Regions from separate parts of the Mus musculus genome. Here region 2 is linked to region 1. The links are chromatin contacts, called in public HiChIP or PLAC-seq maps. All regions are on one chromosome and are shown on one strand. The core of a region is the stretch at or near the end of the contact, and the rest is flanking DNA. Distances in the headings are between cores, read along the strand shown. Region 1 overlaps Kcnq1 (potassium voltage-gated channel, subfamily Q, member 1). Region 2 has its middle 24 kb from the start of Cdkn1c.

Region 1 (5,860 bases), core at 1,537-4,036:
ACTGAGGCTCAGTTGATAATGTGCTTGCCTAGCATGCATGAAGCCCTGGGTTATATTCTCAGAACTGTATAAACCAGGTGTGGTACTAGATACCTGGACTCCCAGCACTAGGAGGATAGAGACAGGAAGATCAGAAGTTCAGGGTCATCCCTGGCTATGTAGAAAATTTGAATCCAGCCTAGATTAATGAGACCCTGTTTTAAAATAAAAATACCGAAGAAGGAGGAAGAGGAGGAGAGGAGGAGGAAGAGGAGGGGAGGAGGAGAGGAAGAGGAGGAGGAGGACAAATGTTTTAGAAAGGTAGAGAACCTGAATAGGCAGCAATTTGGAGAAGACATACAACTGAGAAAAGATGCCCACAGAAACAGTTATTCTATGCCACTAACTGTGGAAATACAAATCAAAACAGAGGCTGCTGTATCCCTCTAGCAAAACACAGGCAATGACTACAGTGGCCAAGGAGGCAGAGAGGCAGGGCTATTATACATGGCTGCCTGAGGGAGACACCAGACCCATGATCCTGGAAGCATGGTTCAATGGTTCCCTAAGTCATGAAGAATGGAGTTACCATCCACTCAATTCTGCTCTAAACAAGGATCTATCTTTAAAAAAAAAAAAGTACAGTTGTGGGACTGGGGATATAAAGTATATAAAGTATATCCCCAGTCCCACAACTGTAGAGCACTTGTCTGGTGTGCCTGAGGCCCTGTTTAACCCCCAGCATTACACAGAAATACATCAATAAAAACAGAAAGATCATTTATTTTTCTAAAAACAAAAAGAACTTCCACAGAGCCCAGCAATTCTACTACATCCTGAAAGAGAGGCAGGGTTTTGAGAAGCTATCTGTCCACCGTGTTTACTTTGGCAAAGTACACAATAGCTAAAGGCAATGTCCATCAAGAGGACAGAGAAAACAGGCTCCAGATACTAGAGGGCACATAATATTCCTTCAGAAGGATGTATGCTCCAACACAACACAGCATGGACAGACCTTGGGAACCTTCTGTTGAGACAAAAGTCCTGAAAGATCCCCCTCATAGTATAACTGCAGGGCCCCAAGTTACCAAAGCCACAGGGACACAAAGCAAGATGAGGTGGCAGGGCATGGGGGTGGCGGGGTGGGGGTGAGTGTTTAACAAGACCAGAGTCATCTGTGAAGATGGAAAGTTCTCAAGGTACGTGGTAAGGACTACTACAGTGTGAATGAGCTTCATGCCACTCAGCTGAGCACTCAGACATAGCCAAGGTGAGACACCTTACCTCATACATATTTCAGGAAGGGGAGTGGGGACAAGATGGCTCAGCAAGGAAAGGCACCTGCTATTGTCAAGCCTATTGGCTCAAGTTTGATCCCCAACCCCACACGATGGAAGAACAAAACTGACCAATGCAAATTGTTTTCTGACTACCACGTGCACACACAGACACACACACACACACACACACACACACGTACCTGAGAAATAAGGGAATACTTGTAATAAAAGAAGAAAGAGACAGGAGGGGGAAGATGACATGGAGTCACAAGGCTCACAGGATCTACGGCCTGCAAAGGACCAAGTGGACCCTCACTGTGGCTCCCATTGTAAAGATAAGAAAGACGGTGGTAGAGCAAAGACAGGAAGCATCCAAGGTCTAATTAGGTCCTTTGTCATCTCATCTCACTATGGCAATGCTGGAACTCACTGAGGCACAGGCTCGGTGGCATCCTGGGCTCTGGATCCTGGCAGGGACATCTGGGAAGAGACACGCTGCCTCTGAAAACTTCACAGTGGGAACTGAAAGTTTTCTCATTTGACAGGTGGACTCAGTACCCCCAAACTGAACCCAAGTGATTCAGGGGATGCAGAAGACAAAAGCTTGGCATGACAGAATCTCTGACTGGCCGGGAACACCTATCACACATGCATACCTACTACACATGTGCCTCAGGTGCTTGGGGGTAAGCACAGCAAAGCAGAGATCTGCCCGTATGTGAACCTAAAGGGCCGAGATACAAGTAAGGGAGATGCTCTATCTGTCAACAGAGGAAAGGCCAGTGCAGAGTTCACAGCCTCCGAGGCCCTTCCTTGAAGGCTGTGGGTGTCTTATCTATTCTTTCTTTTTATCAGCTGGTGAATCCCATTTCTGGAAGGGTGGGGGTTCAGCTTACTACAATCCACCTGTGGCCCACAGCAAAGCCAGGGCAGGGCAGACTGCCTTGGATCCTCAGATGAAAGACACTTATTTTTTTTCCCCCTCTGTTTCTTTTTGTTTAACAATCAAGGGAGCTCAAAGATGCTTATCGTGAGTATTCAGTGTCTCTGATGTTACTATTTTATAATCTTCTTAATAAAAGAATAATTTGAAATCTGACTGGAAGATTTAACTATTTCAGATGAAGGGTTGGCCCATGGGAATAGGGGCCCTGCAAGAGAGCCGGCAAATCCAGGCCATCAGGCCAAAGGGCCCGGCTGGTCTCCCTGAGGCCCTCTAAACACTGGACAGGGCAGTTTCTAGAGAGTTAGATACCTCTAGGCCTCCTGTAGGCTACCAATCAGCATAGGGGTGCCTTGGGAAGCTAGGGCTCAGACCCTTCCCTCCTCTCATAACTAGGAAACCTGTAAGATGGCCATTTCCTGAGCCAGGGGGCTTCCTGTGGGAGGACAGTGCCTTCTCAGCACACAGACAGCCAGCAGACTTTGGGGCCAGCTGTTCTGACTCTACACGGGCCCCAATAAGCCATAGAGAGGGCCAGCCTTGCATTCTCGGGAGGGGCAGCTGGCCGGAGGCTCGGTGCCGGCATGTAAGCTGCTCAAAGCACCCTTTGTTCAGGTCCTGCCTGTGGCCAGCTGCTCCCAGCCGCCAGCCTATGCTGAGAGCCCATGGGCCCCCCCAGTGACATGTGCTGGGCACAGCTGGAACCCTTAGGCCATGCTCACTGCCCACCCTGGGGATTGTCAGCTCCCATAGGCCACCAGCTAGTCCCAGGTGACACAAAGCCTTCAGAGACTCTAAGGAGGCACAGAGTCAGGGCCTAATGGCAGTAGACAGAACCAGGACCCTGTAGAGACATGATCCTTTCTATAACAGTCCACTCTTCTCCAAATGTCCTAGGAGTCATGGGTACCTACTACTGGTGGGGTTCTGGGGGCACACAGCACAACACAGCCAGGAAGCAGGGCATTTCCACCAGCCACCATGAAAGTTAGTGAGCTATAAGATAGAGCTAGAGGCAGAAGCCCCAGTCCTGGGAGTGGGCAGCAGAGTCCCACACACGCCTTCTTCAATAGCCAGTTCCTAATGGCACTGGGCACAGATCAGCAGCTGCTATGTCCACACTTATTAGGGTAGACCCAATTTGGGGGCAACTTTAGGAGATGCAGGGTTGCTTTCCCCTGAGAACCCATCCCAACTGCCAGCTGTCCAGGCAGCCATTCTCCACAGTGGGCAGAAGAGGCGATGAGGCTTGCTCAGTCACCATGGGGACAAGCTTTCCCATCCACCGGGTAGCCAGGCTCTGAAAGTGGGCAACAACTGTCACCTGGTCCTCTAATCATAGACCCTACTTCAGCAGGTGGCATGAGGCCCAGTGTCCACTGCTGAAGTTTACAGGGGACCAAAAGCAGAGGGAGTGCCTTGAAGACTAATTGTTTCTCCTGATCATGTTCTAAATCCATACTGCCCCATGTAAGACTCCTAAAGGGTGCTAAGGCCCATGTCTCCCTTTCCTATATGATCTAGAGGCCACCTTCAGGCCAAAGCTCAGCCACATAGGGTTCCCTGGTATCATCCCTGACCCTCACATTATCATGTTACAGGTATAGAGGCTACCACAACAGGATGTTGGACATCCCGACAGACTGTCTCTGAGAGCTTCCTAACAAGCTGGGATGTCCAACAATCTTAGGAAACAATAAAAGTATAATCGGGTTGCCCAGGAGGTACCTCTTGAGCACACTGTGCCCCCAGGTCAAGGCTCAAGACCTTCTGCCCCAACCAAATTCCCAAAGCCCTACTAATCACTTACTGACACTAGGTCTAAACAGGAGGCAGATGGGGCAGAGTGAGGATAAAGCAAGGAGGCTTGGCCCACACTAGTGGGCTAGCCCATTCTTGGGCCCATTATCATTAGGAAAAATCCTCCTCAGATTGGAGGCTTCTAGGCCTCAACCTTGGAATAAAGGCTACCCACCCACAGTGGGAGGAGAGCAGGCCCTGTGGTCACTTTAATTTACATGTTTCGCTGGTGCAGGGCTGTGTGGTACTGACTAGAGTTACATGCGGTTCCGGTGGTTTAATGAGCTGCCTCCAGCTCTGAGACCCAGCTTGCTGCAAGCTGGCAAGGTGGGGGTCTTCATACCCTGCCCACTCCCTTCCTCCCTGCCTGGGTGTTCTAGAGGTCAGGAGGTGAACATGGGGGTTCAGTGGCCTCCCAATGCCTGGTAGGGGGCTGGGCAGATGGCGCCAGGATATGCACATAGACCAGCCCAGGAAATCCCTGCCCAGAATTGCCTCATCAGCAGATTCAAACCAAGCAAATTCATGCTATCCCTTAGACGCCTCCAGTTGTGAGCCAGTGCCTGACAGAGAGAAGGCAGCCTGGGTGCTCTGTAAGTGTGTGCCTGCATAGGACAGGGGGCTATGATTTTTTATTTCATGAATTTCAAACTAGGTGGAGGTCACAAACACCAGCCAGCAACTGAGAAGCATGGTGACAGGCAGGGGTGGAAATGAAGTATCTGCAACACTGGGGAAAGGGGGCAGTCAGAGCCTCACTGGGGGCAGGACGGATAGTGTCTTTTCATTAACAGAAGTCAGCTCTACATAGCTGTTCACAGCTGCCCTGTCTTCCCTCACCCTGTTGAGTTTCCCCAGCTATTTAGGAGAGTACCTCTCTATTCCTGCTAAGACTTCTTTTTCCCTCTCAATATTTTAACCATTTGTTTCCATGTTTCGAGTTTTATTCATTCTTTTCTCCCCTTTTTAAAATTAATTAATTTATTTATTTTTGTTATTGTTGTTGTTGCTATTGCTGGGGCAGAGTCTCATGGAGCCTGGGCTGACCTCAAACTCTATGTAGCCAAGGATAACCTTGACCTTCCAGTGCTCCTCTCTCTCTTCATCTCCCAGCACTAGGATCACAGGTGTGTACACTGTGCACAGTTTATACAGACTGGAGATTGAACCCAGGGATTCATGTATGCCAGGCAAACACTAGCAGCCCTTGCAGTAAGTTCGGATCAGAGAACACCCACATCTGTCTCAATAGTGTAAGGCATGCATGTCCTTTCTTTTAATAGGAGCTCCATGGGTGATCGGCTTCAGAAGTCTTCCATGGGTCCTCTAAAGAGACAGAGAATACCCACTATCAGGCTCCAAAATCACAATGATAGCTTGAAAACCTGCTCCCCATACACCTTGCCACTCCTGTCCTGGAATCTGGGCTTTAAGATTAAGAGAGTCAGTCTCAGTCTCTCTCTCTCTCTCTCTCTCTCTCTCTCTCTCTCTCTCTCTCTCTCTTTCTCTCTCTCTCTAACCCAGCCCCCCTACATACACTACACAATTGCTCCACCCCTGATCTTGTGGACATTTTTTTCCCTTTCTGGAATGTTCATTTCTAAAGTAGAGCAACCCAACAGGCATAACAGCCCTAGAGGAGGGTTTCCCCACACTGTTGCCCCTGTGCTAAGTAGAGAGGTGCCAGTCCCAGAGCTGTGCAGCCTACAGGCTTAGAAGCTGTGCTCTGGGTTTGTAGGTGGGTTTTTGTTGGGGTAGCATGGCTAGGGATAATAGCAACAGTCGTTTCAAGGTCCTGTTACAGATTCTGAACCACTTACCTGCCTATGTTCTCTGACCCTGCATCTAACTCAAAGAC
Region 2 (5,841 bases), core at 326-2,825, 260 kb before region 1:
ACAAACAAACAAACAGAATTGGAGATGCCCACCACCCAGAAGGGTATTAGGAAAAGGTCACCTTCCAGGTGGCAGGTTTAGAAGCTTCTGTGGAGAAGTGACAATATGAGGAGGAAGAGAACATTTCCCAGAAGCTCTGCCTTTCTATATGTATTGCAGCTACAAGTGTCCATAGAGGCCCAGGCCAGGCTGTCTATCCAAGACGAGGCAGGCATGGGGTCTGGCATTACTGAATAGGCCCCCAGAAGGAAGAAGGCACCTCTGGCTGTTGAAGGGACTGCAAGGGCTGGACAGAAGGTCAAAGGAGGTCTGTGAATTCTACACTAACAGGAAACAACTTTCATTTTTTTGCCTTGAAAACTTCCATGATGTCTCTTGGCTGTGCATTTTCTATGAGCTATCTCCTACCCACCTGGTGTTACGGTTGGCAGGAGCTTTTAGGGTTAACACTGAGGGTCAGCAGAGTCCTTGGGGACAGGATACTCCTCCAGGCAGGAGCCAAGGGAGGTAGGTATGACAAAGAATGAGGTCCCTGACCACAGGCCAGGATGTTCAAAGGATAGCAGGGAGGAGGTGCAGGAGGAGAGGAGTCTAATGGCTAGGTGTGTGGAGGCAGGATGGGATTTAGCCAGCCCAGGCTGCAGGAAGGAGGGACTGGGGGACAGGAGCTTCAGCCTGGCCCCAGGCCAGGAGAGAAGGCCTTGCAAGACAAACTGAATTCTGGGTGCAATTGGACCAGACCTCCCATATCAACTGACTTCAGACTGGGCCAGTGCAATAATTAGGATCCACTTTTTCTTGAACAGATGACAGAAACATGCCCACTAAAGGATTAATGTCATGTCCTGAGAAAGGGAGTGGAGCTGTCTGACCCATGGAAGATCAGGGTTGTATGGTGTTCTGAGGCTGGTTTGACATCGTGCTAGCAAATGGTCATACACCACAAGGGCACTTGGCAGTCACTTTCACTTACCCACCATCCATCCACCCATCTATTTACCCATCTATTCATCCATCTATCCATCCATCCATTCACTCATTTTACCCATTTATTTTTTCACTCAATACTAATCTATTCTTTTATGCATTCGTCCATATATTCATCTACCATCTACCTAAACATCAACCCACTCATCCATCTGGCTTCCCATTATCCACCCACCTACTCAGGCACCATCCATCTCTGTACCCACCTATCGATCCATAAGTGCATTCTGTTCAGGCAACTTAGCCCAGTCCTGCTGTCGTTCACCTTGGTAAGGCTACAGGAGGTGAGGCTGACACCCCATCTCTTCTACCCACATAGTGTTTGCCCAACCAGCCTGGAAAATAGTTTGGGCGTGGGGGAGGCGGAGGCCAATTTCTGCTTAATTGCAAGGTGGGGCCCTGGGGGGCTCCCAGGTATGGGAGACCCACATCTGCAGCCGCGGCAGTCAGGCCTGGGCCGAAGGGCGCAGGCCGAGGGCCTGCCCGGCAGGGGGTCCCGTGTCCCCACCGCCCGCCTCCCCCACCGCCCCGCGCGCAGTCTGTTTGGAGAAGAAAGCGGGCCAATTTGTTTTCATTCAGAGTCACTTAAGATCCCATTTTGGAGAAATGAAAAGAGAAAAGCCCGCTTCCCGCGCCGGGCCCGCTGGGTGCTCGCCCGTGCCCGGCGGCGCGCTGGGGGGTGGGGCAGCGCCCCTCCCCCACTCTCATTCCCTCCCTTCCCCCACCAGCCCCTCCCCACTTTCTCTCCCCTTCATTCCCCCACCCTTCTCCTTTCCCTCCCCCTCCCCCAGTCCCCTCCCCCACTCCCGAAGTCCCGCAGCCCCTTAGCCCCGCGTCCTGGCCTGGCCGCGCTCATCTACATGGCCGGCACACTCGCGGCCCATCTGCGGAGGCGCAATTAAACGCGGGGGGGCGGGGGGCGCCCGAAATTAGCATTTCCGCGGCCATCTGGCGCGAGGAGCGGGCGCGGCCGGACAAAGGGCGCCGGGCGAGGGGAGAGGCGAGTGTGCCGCGGCATTGACCTGCAAATGAGGCTTTGTCTGCGCATTAAAGCTCGCCGGACCCCCGACCCCGGCCTGCGCCCCCACCGTGGCCCCCGGCGGCCCAGGCCGGACCCGGCACCCCGAGGCCCGTGACCCCGGTGTGGCGCCTGCACCCGACGTTGCACCGCGGCCTCCAGCATAGGCCAGGCCGGCCCCTTAGCCCAGCAGGGCCTTGCGAGTTCCTCAGGTGGCAGATGCCCCAATACCTGCAGAAGCCCTACAGGGGTTGGTCTGGGACTTGAGGTGCTGGGAACACCCAGGATAGCCACCTGCACAGATCAATCAGTCTCTGAGCCCAAGTAGCCATAAGGGCCAGAGTCTTCTGCCTTCAGCACCAAGGAGGTCCAGAGTGCTGGAGTTGCCAGGTGATCTGGGAAGCCTCAGAGTGCAGACCAGGATTGCAAGGACCCCGGGTCTCCTGTCTCTTATAGGCCTTACAAGGTCCCGGACTTTCTACAGTGTGGTGCAGACACTGGAGATCCTTAAATGGGGTTTCCACAGCACATCCCATGACTTGCACTGTGTGAGGAGGGAACAGTGTGAGGCTGCATGTGGGCCTCAGTTTCCCAACGTGGGCAAATGGGAGTGCTGTGGGTGCTAATTCTGGGCGAGGACTATGTGTGGCTCAGTTTAGAGGTGGTGAGGATTTTCAAGTAGGGGGCCAACAGGAGGAAAAGGGTTCATGGCTCATCCTGGGGTGAGCAGAAAAGACATGAGACCTTGGATTCCATCCTGGGATGCTGGAGAGAGGCAGGTAGGGCCTGGGTGATCACTAAGAACCAGCTGCGATGCAGGATTGGCAGGCAGTGTTGGAAGGACAAACCTAGACCAGATGGAAGATTTCACGGGCACTACTCAGAATTGCCTATCAACTTGTCTCCTCAGAGATTAGACAAGGGTGTTCAGAGATGTGAGGGTATATGGGCACGTGGCAGTTCCTGGCACAGCCTGGCATTGAACCATAGGTATGCCAAGGGGTTGTGGTTCTCTTATCAGTGATGTCTGGGACCATCCCTACCTGTGGGCCTATAAACGTCTGAAGATTTGTTCAGAAGTGCAAAGAAAACCCACAGTGGGGATGGGGAAGATAATGGCTTAGTTTGCATGAAGATGTGAGTTCTATCTCTTGAACTCATGTTAGGTGGGGGTGGGAGAAGCTAGGATAGTGGCCCATATTTGTAATCTTGGCATTGCAGAGATGGGGGAGGGGCGATAGGTGGCATCCTGAGGCTTGCTGAGTGTGAGGTGGAGAAGAGACGCTGGGCCTGGAGCCATGGAACTCCCACCCAGGCCTTTCAGTCTGTGTGCACAGGCTGGAGAAGCCCTGCCCCCTGAGGAGCTGGGAGAGCAGCCTGGGATTGGGGAGTGGGGAGAGTGGCACCTGACACTAAGGTGGATGAAGGGATAAATAGCTTCAGGCCTGGTCAACATGGGTGAGATGGCCAGGACAGGCCCAGTCAGCAGGTCCTGGCAGCGGCGGGGGACCTGCCTTGTGGGGCATCCCCAGGCATCCTGTGACAGCAAGGTTTAAGACTCTCCTGTTTGTGGGGATTGATATCTATAGAGAACTCAAGAAGCTAACCGTGAAAGCAGAAGCCACTCAATGGAACAGACTAGTAGAATGAGCGAGCGTTCAGTGCTTAAGGGACGAGGAACGAATGGCTAATAACACACACAGCATTGCTTGCTTTCACTAGTTACCGGGGAAGTGCAAATAAAAGGCACGCTCAAGGGTTGGGGAGATGACTCCATTTGCATAAAGATATGAGTTCAATCCCCAGAACCCATTTTTTTTAAAAAAGGTAGCCCAAGTTTGTAATCCCACACTGGACAGGTGAAAACAGGGCCCAGCCATCCTAGCCTGATCTGCTAGCTTTAGGTCAATGAAAGACAGGGTGGACAGGCACATGAAGAGTGACATCCTGGGGTGTCCTGCATGTGGGCATACTCCAGCTACATTGGGATTCCATCTGACTCCGGTCTGATCTGAATGGCAGTCATCAAGAACAATAACAAACACTGGCCAGGCTGTAGAAAAGAGTTCCCTTGTACACTACACTGCTGGCGGGGAACGAAACTAGTCCAGCCACTCTAGAAATCAGTATGAAGGTTTGTCAAAAAACTAACAACGGGTTTTCCATATGACCCAACTATACACTCCTGGTTATTTACCCAAAGGCCTCTAAGTCAACACATCACCAAGATACCTACCTGCACGTTGCCGCTCATCACGGCATTATGCATAATGGCTGAGGTATGGGGGCAGCCTAGGTATGTGAGAAAAGGTGCCTGAGTACAGAGAAGGTGGTTTATATATACAATGGGACTTTTTTCCCCCCTAGTTGCAGAAAAGAATGAAGTGAGGTGGTTTGAAAGAAAATGTATTCAACAGGAGCCAATCACATCAAGTGAGCTGTCAGTCTCAGAAAGACAAATGTGGCAAGTGTCCTTTGTGGGTCCTAGACTTCAGAGATGACATAAAGTCATGTATGCACTGATGGTAGGAAAATAGAAGCAGAAACTCTGGGAAACAATGGGAGGGAGGCCATAAGGGAGGATGGCGGAGAATGGGGGGGAGGGGAGTAACAAAGTAAATCATAGACTAGGCTGGACATGGCCTTGCAGTAGAATAATTAATAAATAAAAATGACGATGATAAAGAACTGGGGAAATAGCTCAGTCATTAAGTCTTTGTCTTGAGAGCATGAAGACCTGTCTTCAGTCCCTAGCCTAGCCTACTTGATAGGCTCCAGGCCCATGTGAGACCCTGTCTGAAAAAGAAAAAAAAAAAAAACATAGTGGACAGACCAAGGAACGGCATTCAAGGTTGACATCCGGCTCTCACACACATATACACATATTGTGCATCCGGAACATATGTGTGCACTTACATCTGAATAATGACACACAAAATAACAATAATGAACTGGATGCTTGCTGGGTGTGGAGTTTGTGTAACAAGGATCCTGGGTGTATTTGGTGTCTGGGGCCCTGGGGTGTGAGCACACAGGGGATCCTATATGGGAATGGTATAGGGGGCTTTGCTCTGTGTAGTAGAGCTATGGTCCTGGCAGTAGGGCTGGTGGAGAACAGGGAGAGCCAGTTCCTCTTTGCCCATACTAGGCACCTCCTACTCTTGACCAGCCAGGTCTCAGGCCTCCAGAAAACAGTCTGGTGTGCTCAAGGATGTGAGTGACCACAGCCCCTTGGTAGTTGTCTTCAGGGGTTCTTGCATCCAGTTTGAGCTGGCTTCCTGCATGTCAGCATTCCTTGATCTCCAAGGGTTCTCCTTGTCAACTATCCCTGTCATCTGTTCGAGGATACTACTTTATCTATAGAGGATGATATCTGCTGAAAGCAGGGAGTCTAGAGCCACATTGGAAGGCTTTGTGTTCAGTTCTGTAGGATGGTCAGGAGTTTGGCAAATAGAGAAGGAAGGAAGGGGCAATTTGGTCTGAGGTGGTGGCATTGGGCAAGTCAGGACTGCAGTAGGTAGAGAACAGGGTGCCAGGCCTTGACTGGGTTCTTCCCAGGGTTTCAAGTCCCTGCTTCCTACCTCTTACCCACAGGGTTCTCTTTTCAGGGTATCTAGAGTGGACAGGTATGGCTGCAGGACCATCAGCCTCACAGAAGAGCTGAGAGGAGAGGCAGCCAGCCCAGTTTTCCCAATCCTCAGGAGAGGCAGTCTGGGAGCCTGGGACTTGGGGGTGGAATCTAGCTAGAGGGGCAGCCCAGCAGGTAATGGAGAAAGGGCACCTTCTCAGCATCCAGGCCTGCCTCAACTGGTGAGCAGTGCCTCAGGGGCTTCAGT

Evidence for each region. HiChIP or PLAC-seq counts read pairs in DNA pulled down with a chosen protein or histone mark.
Region 2: an H3K4me3 HiChIP or PLAC-seq map of embryonic stem cells shows a contact between it and region 1, with 42 read pairs. The contact joins two enhancer-like sites. A contact is called at or near these places in 2 of 484 Hi-C or Micro-C datasets (bone marrow-derived macrophages and embryonic fibroblasts), 10 of 115 datasets of contacts at active chromatin or transcription factors (craniofacial prominence, embryonic basal ganglia, embryonic forebrain and 7 more) and 1 of 9 other capture datasets (embryonic stem cells).

The regions. Positions count from the first base shown.
Region 1 is chr7:143,171,762-143,177,621 of GRCm38.p6, reverse strand. The region is part of intron 2 of Kcnq1 (potassium voltage-gated channel, subfamily Q, member 1); the gene reads right to left. Among named protein-coding and RNA genes, the nearest start is that of Gm28821, 34 kb to the right of the region's middle. Within about 2 kb of position 2,786, at least 29 of the 459 cell types and tissues checked have an H3K27ac peak or open chromatin away from gene starts, as enhancers often do.
Region 2 is chr7:143,434,130-143,439,970 of GRCm38.p6, reverse strand. No RefSeq gene overlaps it. Among named protein-coding and RNA genes, the nearest start is that of Cdkn1c, 24 kb to the left of the region's middle. Within about 2 kb of position 1,575, at least 59 of the 459 cell types and tissues checked have an H3K27ac peak or open chromatin away from gene starts, as enhancers often do.